Regions from separate parts of the Gadus morhua genome. Here region 2 is linked to region 1. The links are chromatin contacts, called in public Hi-C maps. All regions are on one chromosome and are shown on one strand. The core of a region is the stretch at or near the end of the contact, and the rest is flanking DNA. Distances in the headings are between cores, read along the strand shown.

Evidence for each region. Hi-C and Micro-C count contacts between places; a contact is called where the count stands out from the background.
Region 2: a contact with region 1 is called in a Hi-C map of blood, with 5 times the contacts expected there. The contact joins the promoter of LOC115530694 here to the promoter of mki67 in region 1. A contact is called at or near these places in 5 of 6 Hi-C or Micro-C datasets (blood, gill, gonad and 2 more).

The regions. Positions count from the first base shown.
Region 1 is chr18:14,264,811-14,269,516 of gadMor3.0, forward strand. mki67 (marker of proliferation Ki-67) reads right to left here and starts at 2,602. Exons shown (of 16, transcript XM_030340734.1): 1 at 2,406-2,602; 2 at 1,194-1,289; 3 at 577-658; 4 at 330-445; 5 at 168-231; 6 at 5-62. The coding sequence starts at 1,279. It overlaps raraa (retinoic acid receptor, alpha a), which reads right to left. Exons shown (of 8, transcript XM_030340741.1): 8 at 3,444-4,706. LOC115531739 (small nucleolar RNA SNORA71) reads right to left here and starts at 916; the gene lies at 789-916.
Region 2 is chr18:14,466,922-14,471,344 of gadMor3.0, forward strand. It overlaps LOC115530694 (gap junction delta-3 protein-like), which reads right to left and starts at 1,663. Exons shown (of 1, transcript XM_030339390.1): 1 at 1-1,663. The coding sequence starts at 513. LOC115531700 (a long non-coding RNA gene) reads right to left here. Exons shown (of 2, transcript XR_003973916.1): 2 at 2,379-2,891.

The DNA of each region.
Region 1 (4,706 bases), core at 1,352-3,851:
GTACCTGTTGAGATCTCAGACGTCCGGTTCACTCCTGGGGTTCTCAACTGCTCGTGCAGAACCTAGGTAACAGGTCATAGAAATTAACCACAAAGTGCTTTTTTAACCTGCACAAAACTAAATAAAACGTAATCAGTGAACATGTGATGAGTGTATGTATCCTGTACCTGAGCATCTGCTTTGCCAGAGACCGAAGATTTCTTTGGCGTCTGTTGTGGAGGAGACTCAAACCTAACAAAAGGGACATTCCAGAAGAGGGATTTTAAAAAGGAAACTTAGGGATAACAGCAACATCCTTCGCAATTTTACTAATGTTTATAGAGACCCACCTGAAAGAACGGTCAATAATTGTGATTACGTCACCATGCTTCAGACGTTCCGCCTGCTGCAGCTCTTCCCCGTTCACACGAGTCGGGTTCACCGAACTCATGTTAGTGAGGATCACCTAAAGCAGAGATCGCGTTAGTTACGTCAATATAAGAGCCCGAACGCCTCTGTTCACAATCTTGTTGAATGCATGAAATGTGCAACAATGGGGAGAAGGCTCCCTCCCTACAACAACAAAACAAAAAGTACCTCTTTATTTTCATTCAGTTCCACCCGACAGTGTTCTTTAGACACATGAGGCAGCTGGATACGAATATCACATTCTTGCTTCCTGTGACAAAACAAACAAAAAACCTGTGATAAGTGCGTTGGAAATATGCATGTTTTCCAAGACATGCTTGACATCAAAATGGGTGAGGTCCAATGCATAATATATTTGGATGCAATTTATTCGATAAACATGTTTTGAAGCAACAGGGTCTGGTAGGAATTATTAATCCTTCAAACACGGGAAAGGCTCCAAGCATTATGTACCTGTACTATCAATGATCGTGGCTACAGACCAGCCATGGCCACTTTCAATGCATTACTAACGGCCGTACATACACTGAACCTAGCGACAGTGACGTCAGCATCAGTAGCCCCGCCCCCAGTCATTTCAAATGTATATGTATGGTCTGTCAGGCAGCCTTGACATGTTCGGTGCAATACGCACGAAAACTGGCAAGTGATGATTACATTTACCAAAAAAAAGAGAAATGGATGTGAAATCTATAAACATGCACTCCACTTGAATTACGATAAGTGGATTAAAGATAGCATAATGCAATCGACTGGCAAATTCACCAAAACTTTGTTCACCATACCTTCCAAAGAGACATGTTGCGGTTAGAGGAAACTCAGTTCCATCTCCTCCTCCCCTCTTTATCACGACAATCTTTCCGTATGGCATTTTGAGTTACCTAAAAAGCAGAGATGTCATTGATCAGTTATGCTCCAGAAAGAAACGCAATGTACCTTCTTGGGTAAATAACGTATACAGAAACCGAATCGTTTATACAAAGACCTCAAGACCGGAGCTGTTCATCAGAAAGAAGAGATGAAGTGGTGGTGCAATACAGACATGTTCAGGTGGCGCTTCTACCCCGGTTACTCAATGATGGCCATGCCTGAAGAACTACGGCCCCCCAGCATGCTCACAAGTCTAAAGTGAACTCTTTAGTAACTTACTGCGAAACGACACCGGTTTTTATATATAGGTAAACGTACCTTTGTTCCATCTCTTCACTCTCAAACTTATTATAATTGTGTATTTTGTAATATATTGTCTGAGCCGGCAAATAATGCATTTTACTGCTTTTTATACTTTTTTTAACAAGAACTTGAATGCACCTTTGGATATAAGGTTGGTGATGATGGCTATATTAAAACAGACTCAAGTCATAGCAACTTTACTGTTGAATCCTAAATAAACGTGAACATAAACCAACCGAGCCTCATGGGAAATTAAGCACATGGGGAAACGCTGTTGCAGTTTCAGACAACACAAGGTCTCCTAAAATGAAATTGATACTTCACGATTAAGGGCTAAACAAGGACCCAATAACCCCTACTACTAACATGATAACCACCACTACCAACATGAATGTCATCACTCACATGCTGTTGGCCTCAAGATGGAAGCGGTCACGGCGAGGTGACATGCCAAATACAAGCTTTAATAATGTAAAAGGAAAACTTGTCCCAACCCCTTTTTCATGTCAACATTTTTCTAAACGCCTTGCTGCAGTAAAAGTAGCCACTTGTTTTTGCACTGGAGACACTGAATAGTTAAGGTTCGAGAGAAAAGACAGAAATGTGAGGCTCCTTAAACGTGTCCATGATAAAGTGTCCACGTGCATAATCATAGCCAACTCAAGGAGATCGGAGACATTTAAAACACGTGGGTCGTGTAGCAGAGTGCTATTTAAAGCATATGATTAAAGATGTTAGTATTTCGCACATAAACCCCCTTACTAGTCGTGCATCAAATCATCGTGGCAGTTATTGCCATTCGGCGTCGTAGTCTCAATATTTACCTTGACAAACCTTTTAATCGACGTAGTCCATGTAGATCGATCCGAGCCCTGTAAAATTAAAATTACCTGAAGTCCACAAATTCATCAGATTTACTATGTAACTCCTAATTTAACTAAATCTGCTCTAACGCAGATAATCCGACGGCGGGCTAACTACGCTAATATTGTACCTCTCCGCTTCACTTCTCTCTGTACACGGTGGTGAGGCGCTCCACGGGGTATATCCATCCGCTACTCCACAAACACAGAAATCATTCAATTCGAAAACGATACCAACCGAATTCATCAATGATAATGCGCTGCCAATATTTATTTTTTATATCGTTATGTTTATGCGTTTTAAAGAAAAAATAAACGACATTAAACGATTGTATTTACACGAGGTCCTATTTTGTTTTCAATCTGAGCGGAGCAATACATTGAAAAGAAGGGCTAGTTTTTTGAAAAACATTTGAAATTCCGCGCGAAGCAGTACCATTGGTTTATTCTTATGACGCGTCCAAAAGTAGAACCGGTTCGTTTTCTACTACGCGTGTACTCGTGTAGCGTTTGTAGTCAGTTCGCATCGGTTTCATAAATACGTTAACCGTGTGAATTTATAAACTAAGATTAACTTGTTTTTTATCTGACCATACCTACGTCGAGTTATCTCCCCCAGCCGAGATGGTTATTTTCTCATTTAATAAGATAGTGTATATAAATTGTTTTAATCAAGGTAATGCATTGTAATCTGACCATACAACTGATCTAAACAATTACAGTATTGGGTAAACTACGAGTATCTTGATCAATATTCTAGTATTCTCGAACTTTTTTCATTTAAAATTCGTTTTTTCTATAGCCATGATTCTGGCTCTATTGCATACAACTAGAAAAATAGAAAAGCCTAGTTTATGACACCTGTCACGGGTTTTTCTCCATGTATGCAGTCATTACCCACTGACAAAGTATATTGATAAGGTGCATAAAACTATATGTTAAGTGGTAGTATAAGTGATAGAAAGCAGCAAAGATTAAGAAAACACACCACACAAACAATTGTTATTAAATGTCGATTTTATGTTTTTTTTGTTTGTTTTTTCTCTTTTCTTTTCAAAGTCACCTGTTAAGCATGACACAAAATCGCAACATATTCCATAATTTTCAAAAACTGAGGGTGCATTTTGTTGCCATTTCAGATAAGCGGCGGCGGCGGCGAGCGAGGCTGTGCTGTTCTGGACGTGGTTGAAGTCCTGATTGAAGAAAGCAGCTTTGACAGTAATGAACATACACAGAAACGAGTCAAACAGATTCCACACTGGCATCCTATGTCGGAAACAAAATGCTTGTCTCTGAAAAAAGAAAAAAAAAAGATAGTCCTGGGCAACCAGGCCAAACATAAAGTGAGTGATCAACGAATTCAGGGGCTCAGTAGCAGAGGTGTGTGTGTGTGTGTGTGTGTGTGTGTGTGTGTGTGTGTGTGTGTGTGTGTGTGTGTGTGTGTGTGTGTGTGTGTGTGTGTGTGTGTGTGTGTGTGTGTGTGTGTGTGTGTGTGTGTGTGTCATGGGAGGGCAAGGAGTGTAGCACTGGATAACATTTACAAAGAACAGGCCAAGCACACAAATTAATGATTCCTTCCTGAGACATTGGTGCGTGTGTGTATGTTTGTGCGCGTGTGTGTATGTTTGTGCGCAGATGTGTGTGTGGGTGTAGTGGTGTACAGGTACGACGGTCTCAACGAGATGGTTGGTGAAGTGAAGGCGTTTTGGCGTGAGAAGAGAATCACCAGAGTGAGGTCCCGTTAGATTCAAAAAGGTCAACGGGCACATGTTAATTTTCAGTCAGAAGTCCCATGTTCAGGCCCCCTCCCCCAGACACACACACGATCACACACACACAATGTGTTTCTGCCAAAGTGTGTGCGAGTCCCAATCCTTCACGGCACAACCGTCTTGGGGGGAGTATGCTGCTTTTGCGTTGAGTTACCCCCCCGTCTGCTGGCCAATGGGTTGAACCATCTCCTGTCAGTTGCACGGCAAAAAAATAAGCTATTCCCTGATTGGAGAGCTCCTTCAAAAACTATATTTAAAAAGGTGGGGTCTTGTTCGCAGTGTGAGGGTGGTGGTGGTGGTGGTGGGGGATATAAAATAAGATGAGGCAGTTGCTGAAATTTGCAAAACTCGGCCTGCCCGGTTTCTAGTAGGACAAAAAACACGGATGCATTTCCTTCAGTAAAATGTGCTCGATAAGTCTTTTCTTGAATCACAAACCTATGGACAAAAATACATAAAATGTATTTCTTTTTTTTTTCGTAAATCAGGT
Region 2 (4,423 bases), core at 413-2,912, 200 kb after region 1:
CACCGTGTACGGGCAGGGGTAGCGGCTGCAGGGGAACTGGGCCTCCAGCTTGAAGCCGTACAGCCACCACTGGCCCACCAGCACGCCCACCTCCGCCATCAGGCGGAAGGCCACGTTCACCAGGTAGAGCTGCCTCAGGCGCCTCTCCTCTTGGTTATCCTGGCTGCAGGTGGAGGCGGTGCCGTCGGCGGACGAGGAGGGCTTTTTCTTGGAGACGTGGTGCATGGCGTACATCAGGTAGAGCATTGCCGGGGTGGAGATGAGGATGATGTGGAAGACCCAGAACCGGTACAGGGAGATGGGGAAGGCATGGTCGTAGCACACCTGCTTGCAGCCCGGCTGCAGGGTGTTGCAGGAGAACTCTTCCTGCTCGTCGTCAAACAGGTCAGACGCCACGGTGCCCAGGATCAGAATGCGGAACACGAGCATGATGAAGAGCCAGAAGCGACCCAGCATGGGCGAGTGTGCCTGGAGGTGTTCAAACAGATCACCCAGGAAGCTCCATTCCCCCATGGCGGCGGTGGTAGTAGGGTGGCGATGTCCTTTGAAAGGGGAGTGGGTGTTGGTGTCCCTCGATCAGCTGCGAGTACACCTCTCAGGGCTTTCAACTGATTTCAGGGCTTTTGTTGTCCTGAAACCCACCAAAGTCACATGCATTACAAATGTATACATGTCTGTGTTATTTATTAATTATAAAACTAAAAAGGGAAAAATATAAGGATTTACAAAAAAAGAAAATTAGGTCTAGGAAATGGAAAAAAGTAATATTAGAGAGCTTGCATTGAGTGAACTTAAAAAAAAGAAAAGGAAGTCAGTATAGGTAGCTCAGGGACATGTCTCAATGAATGGCTTTTCATTGTCTTTCATCTGATTATTGACTTTTAAGCAAGCAATCACACTGACTCATCTACTCATCTACTGACCCAGAGAAAACCTTGAAGCACGCTTTAGTACCCAGCTATGTACCCAATACATAGGAGGGCAAGTTATTCACCCGACAAGATTTAAACAACTTCACATTCATCTTCTACATCATTTGATACATCCTCAAACATGTGAATGCCAAGAGACAGAGAAAGAGTGTAACTTACCCAAGTCTCGCTTTTCCTTGACAAAGTCGCTGTGTCAATGAGTTTAGGAGTTCAGTTCTTTTACAGGAGGGAAATGACTGGTCAAAAGGAAATTCCTGCTCTGCTCTAATGGGTTGCCATCAGGGGCCTGATCCTGCTGGCCTGTTTATAACAGAAATGTTTAGATGATGAGCGATAACTTGATGATGAACCCTTTAAAGCCAGTGCCCGAATGAGAGGAAGTTGAGAGGCCGCCAGGACTTGCCAGCTCAGCAGTACCCTATCATATCGCATTCGTTCATTTATTCACTTTCTCTTTCTTTACAAGAGAACTTTGACCAACATGAATAAAGAAATTAAGTTGCGTTCATAAAATGGGTTGTTGTTGCTGACATATGGTTTGAGGATGACCCCTCAAATAATTTGAGACACGGCACCAAGTAAAGTCAAGATCCTGCCGATACAGTCTTCATATCAAACAAGATTTCTCAAGGAAGGGACAATTCTCTCTCAACTCTTTGAGACTTATCTGATTGAGGGGAATACAAAACATAGCACTTGACTCTGAAAAACAGTTAGGCAATTAAATCTATCATGAGGTACAAGATAAGATAAACTTTTGAGTCAATCAAATATTAACCAGACAAAAGATGATCAACTTTATGAACTCCGAATTAAAAGATTTTACCCCTTTATTATTATTATGTATTCAGGGATATTTGTAGAACCTCTGCCGTGCTTTAGTGTAGTTAATTGTTCTTGGTGATCTATCTAAAATTTGATCTATATACTTGTAAATAATATAAAAGCAAAAACTGACCAAATTGTATTTATCCTACACTATTGATATAATTTAGAAAAATCCTCTTAAAGTGAACAGTTTACATATAATTGGCAGATTGTGAATACAGAACAGCATCAATGTATTGTACCTACATTTGAGGTATAAACCTCATTTTGTCTAAAGGTTTATGATTCTGGTAACTACAGCATAATTTAGTGCCAGAAGGCCCTAGTGCTGTTGTTATTTGCCTGGACTACATTTATTGTTGTGTGCCCTGCTGTAAAGGGCATGACACAAATCTTTAATCTAGAGATACAACTTGTAAACGCTGTGCAACCCACTGATTACCTGTTAATTAAACCTGAACTACTTGCTCGCACCCGGTTAGACTTTAGACCAGAAACCAGTTGGAACTGCCCTTGGCATCAATTAAATATAAGATTATGATAATAATAATGATAATCGTTTTTTGTAAAAAATTGATCATCTGAGAATACTGGCTGGAAACCCGAGCAGACTCAATATTTAAGCTCAGCAAAAGTACTTTATTACAGTAAAGCCCCCCAATACAGTGTCGATATCAACATATTTTTACATGCCCTTTTAGTCTGCATAAGGGCCCTATAAAGAAAGATCTGAATGATAAATCATACAATTCTAACAACATTGTGTAAAAATACAGAAACAGGGTTTTATCTGTCCATGCTGCCTCAGAACCAGCAAACAACATTGTTTTTGTGCACTGCATCCATGGTCTCCTGTTCTTGGAAAAACCAGCATCCGATGGGGGGAGACCGTATTCTATGCTACATACATACAGCAGCTGTAGTTATAACAGGGGCAGAGCAAGCCATGGAGTGTTTTCTATGGGTATTTGACACCTGTATGTTCCTGGTTAATCGACGATGCTGCATTAACAACAACTATTGTTGTTTCACTCCCAGCCCTACTTGCCGTTGGGCTGCTTCACAGTCGTAGACCTGCCCTTCTTCCTGTCTCCGTCCTGATGGAGGCACCACAGAGTCGCATGTTGACAACTGAAACAGGAACACAAATCACACTCCAATCAAGGATTTTTGATGAAACAAGGCCAAACAAGGAAGGGTAGGATGAGGAGAGTGAAGAGAGTTGGTATCAGGAGACAAGATCAAAGCGTTGTGTTTAGGTTTGACTCCCCAGCATGTTCCTGGGGTGATTACATCCCGTCTCATCCCAGCCTTGAACCACAACAGTTCCCTGCGGCTCTCGGAGTTGCATGACACCCTTTCGGTTTATTTCATACCATAACAGACTGTCAGCTTTTAAAACCGATCGCTCCACAATAGCCAGGGCCAGCTCTTGAAAACATGGGCCCTAGGCAAGATATTATTTAGGGCTAGCACTAGGAATTAAAACTAAATGGAGGGAGAGGGAGAGAGGAGAGAGCAATAGGGAAATGGGAAGCCTTCGGGAAGACGTGTCCATGAATTATCTTCAATGTCACTCTCTATGAAGAGAGTTTCTTCAAGAGCATTTGTTTCACAAGCCTGTTGGTTTGAATTTACAAAAAATAAAACATTGATTTGCTGTCATGTTTCATGCAAAGTATTATGTAATTATGTACACAGTGTATATATAACTAAGTCCTCTCTCACCAGGGTTTGAATGCAAACAGAGGGGGACATACCTTTTTTTGAATCATTCTTGAATCCACAGCTGTCGCCAACTCAGGCAAGCTACCTATCTTTAGCTTATATCTTGCAAGATATAGCAAGATTTAATGGCGCAATAAACGCCAGATTTGACATGACAAAAGAGAAGAGATTGTCTTTCTGTGGTTGTATGTACATCCATTTTGTACCATACCATCTATGTGTGTGTGTGTATATTTGTGTATGCGTGTAAATGTACATCCATTTGTGTGTTTCTGTGAGAGACTGTTCCTGTGTGTGTGTGTGTGTGTGTGTGTGTGTGTGTGTGTGTGTGTGTGTGTGTGTGTGTGTGTGTGTGTGTGTGTGTGTGTGTGTGTGTGTGTGTGTGTGTGTGTGTGTGTGTGTGTACGTCCATGAGTCTGTGTGTGTGCTTGTGTGTGTGCCTGTGTGTTTGCATGTCCATGAGTTCACCACTCTTTTCCAAGGGGAGGATAACAGCATCGAAAGAGGTGAAAACCATAATGGGCCAATTGCTCTGTCAGTTAGCATTCCTGCGCTTTAAAACCGTACTCCTTAAGACTGAGGTTTTGGAGTTTAACACGCAGCTGCGCACGAGGTTGAACGTGATTGCTGTGCAACGACTCGTAAAGGATCAGCTGATTCCCAGCTGACTCGGTTTAAACTGCTTGGAAACCGGAAGTACTCTGATTTCTAGTAGGCCTATACCCCAGCAGATGCAGTCTTACTTAAAGGTTGTATAGGTGATTTGCTTTTTTGGCCATTTTTGCAAAATTACTTGAAATCCTTATCATAACCCGCTTACAGCCACTGAGTTAGAAGTACTGACATGAAAATTAAACAAGTCAATCATCTGTGGAACGGGCAGGGCTCGAAAAACTCCAGCCAATCATTTCCATTGCCACCGAGTTGCATTGGAC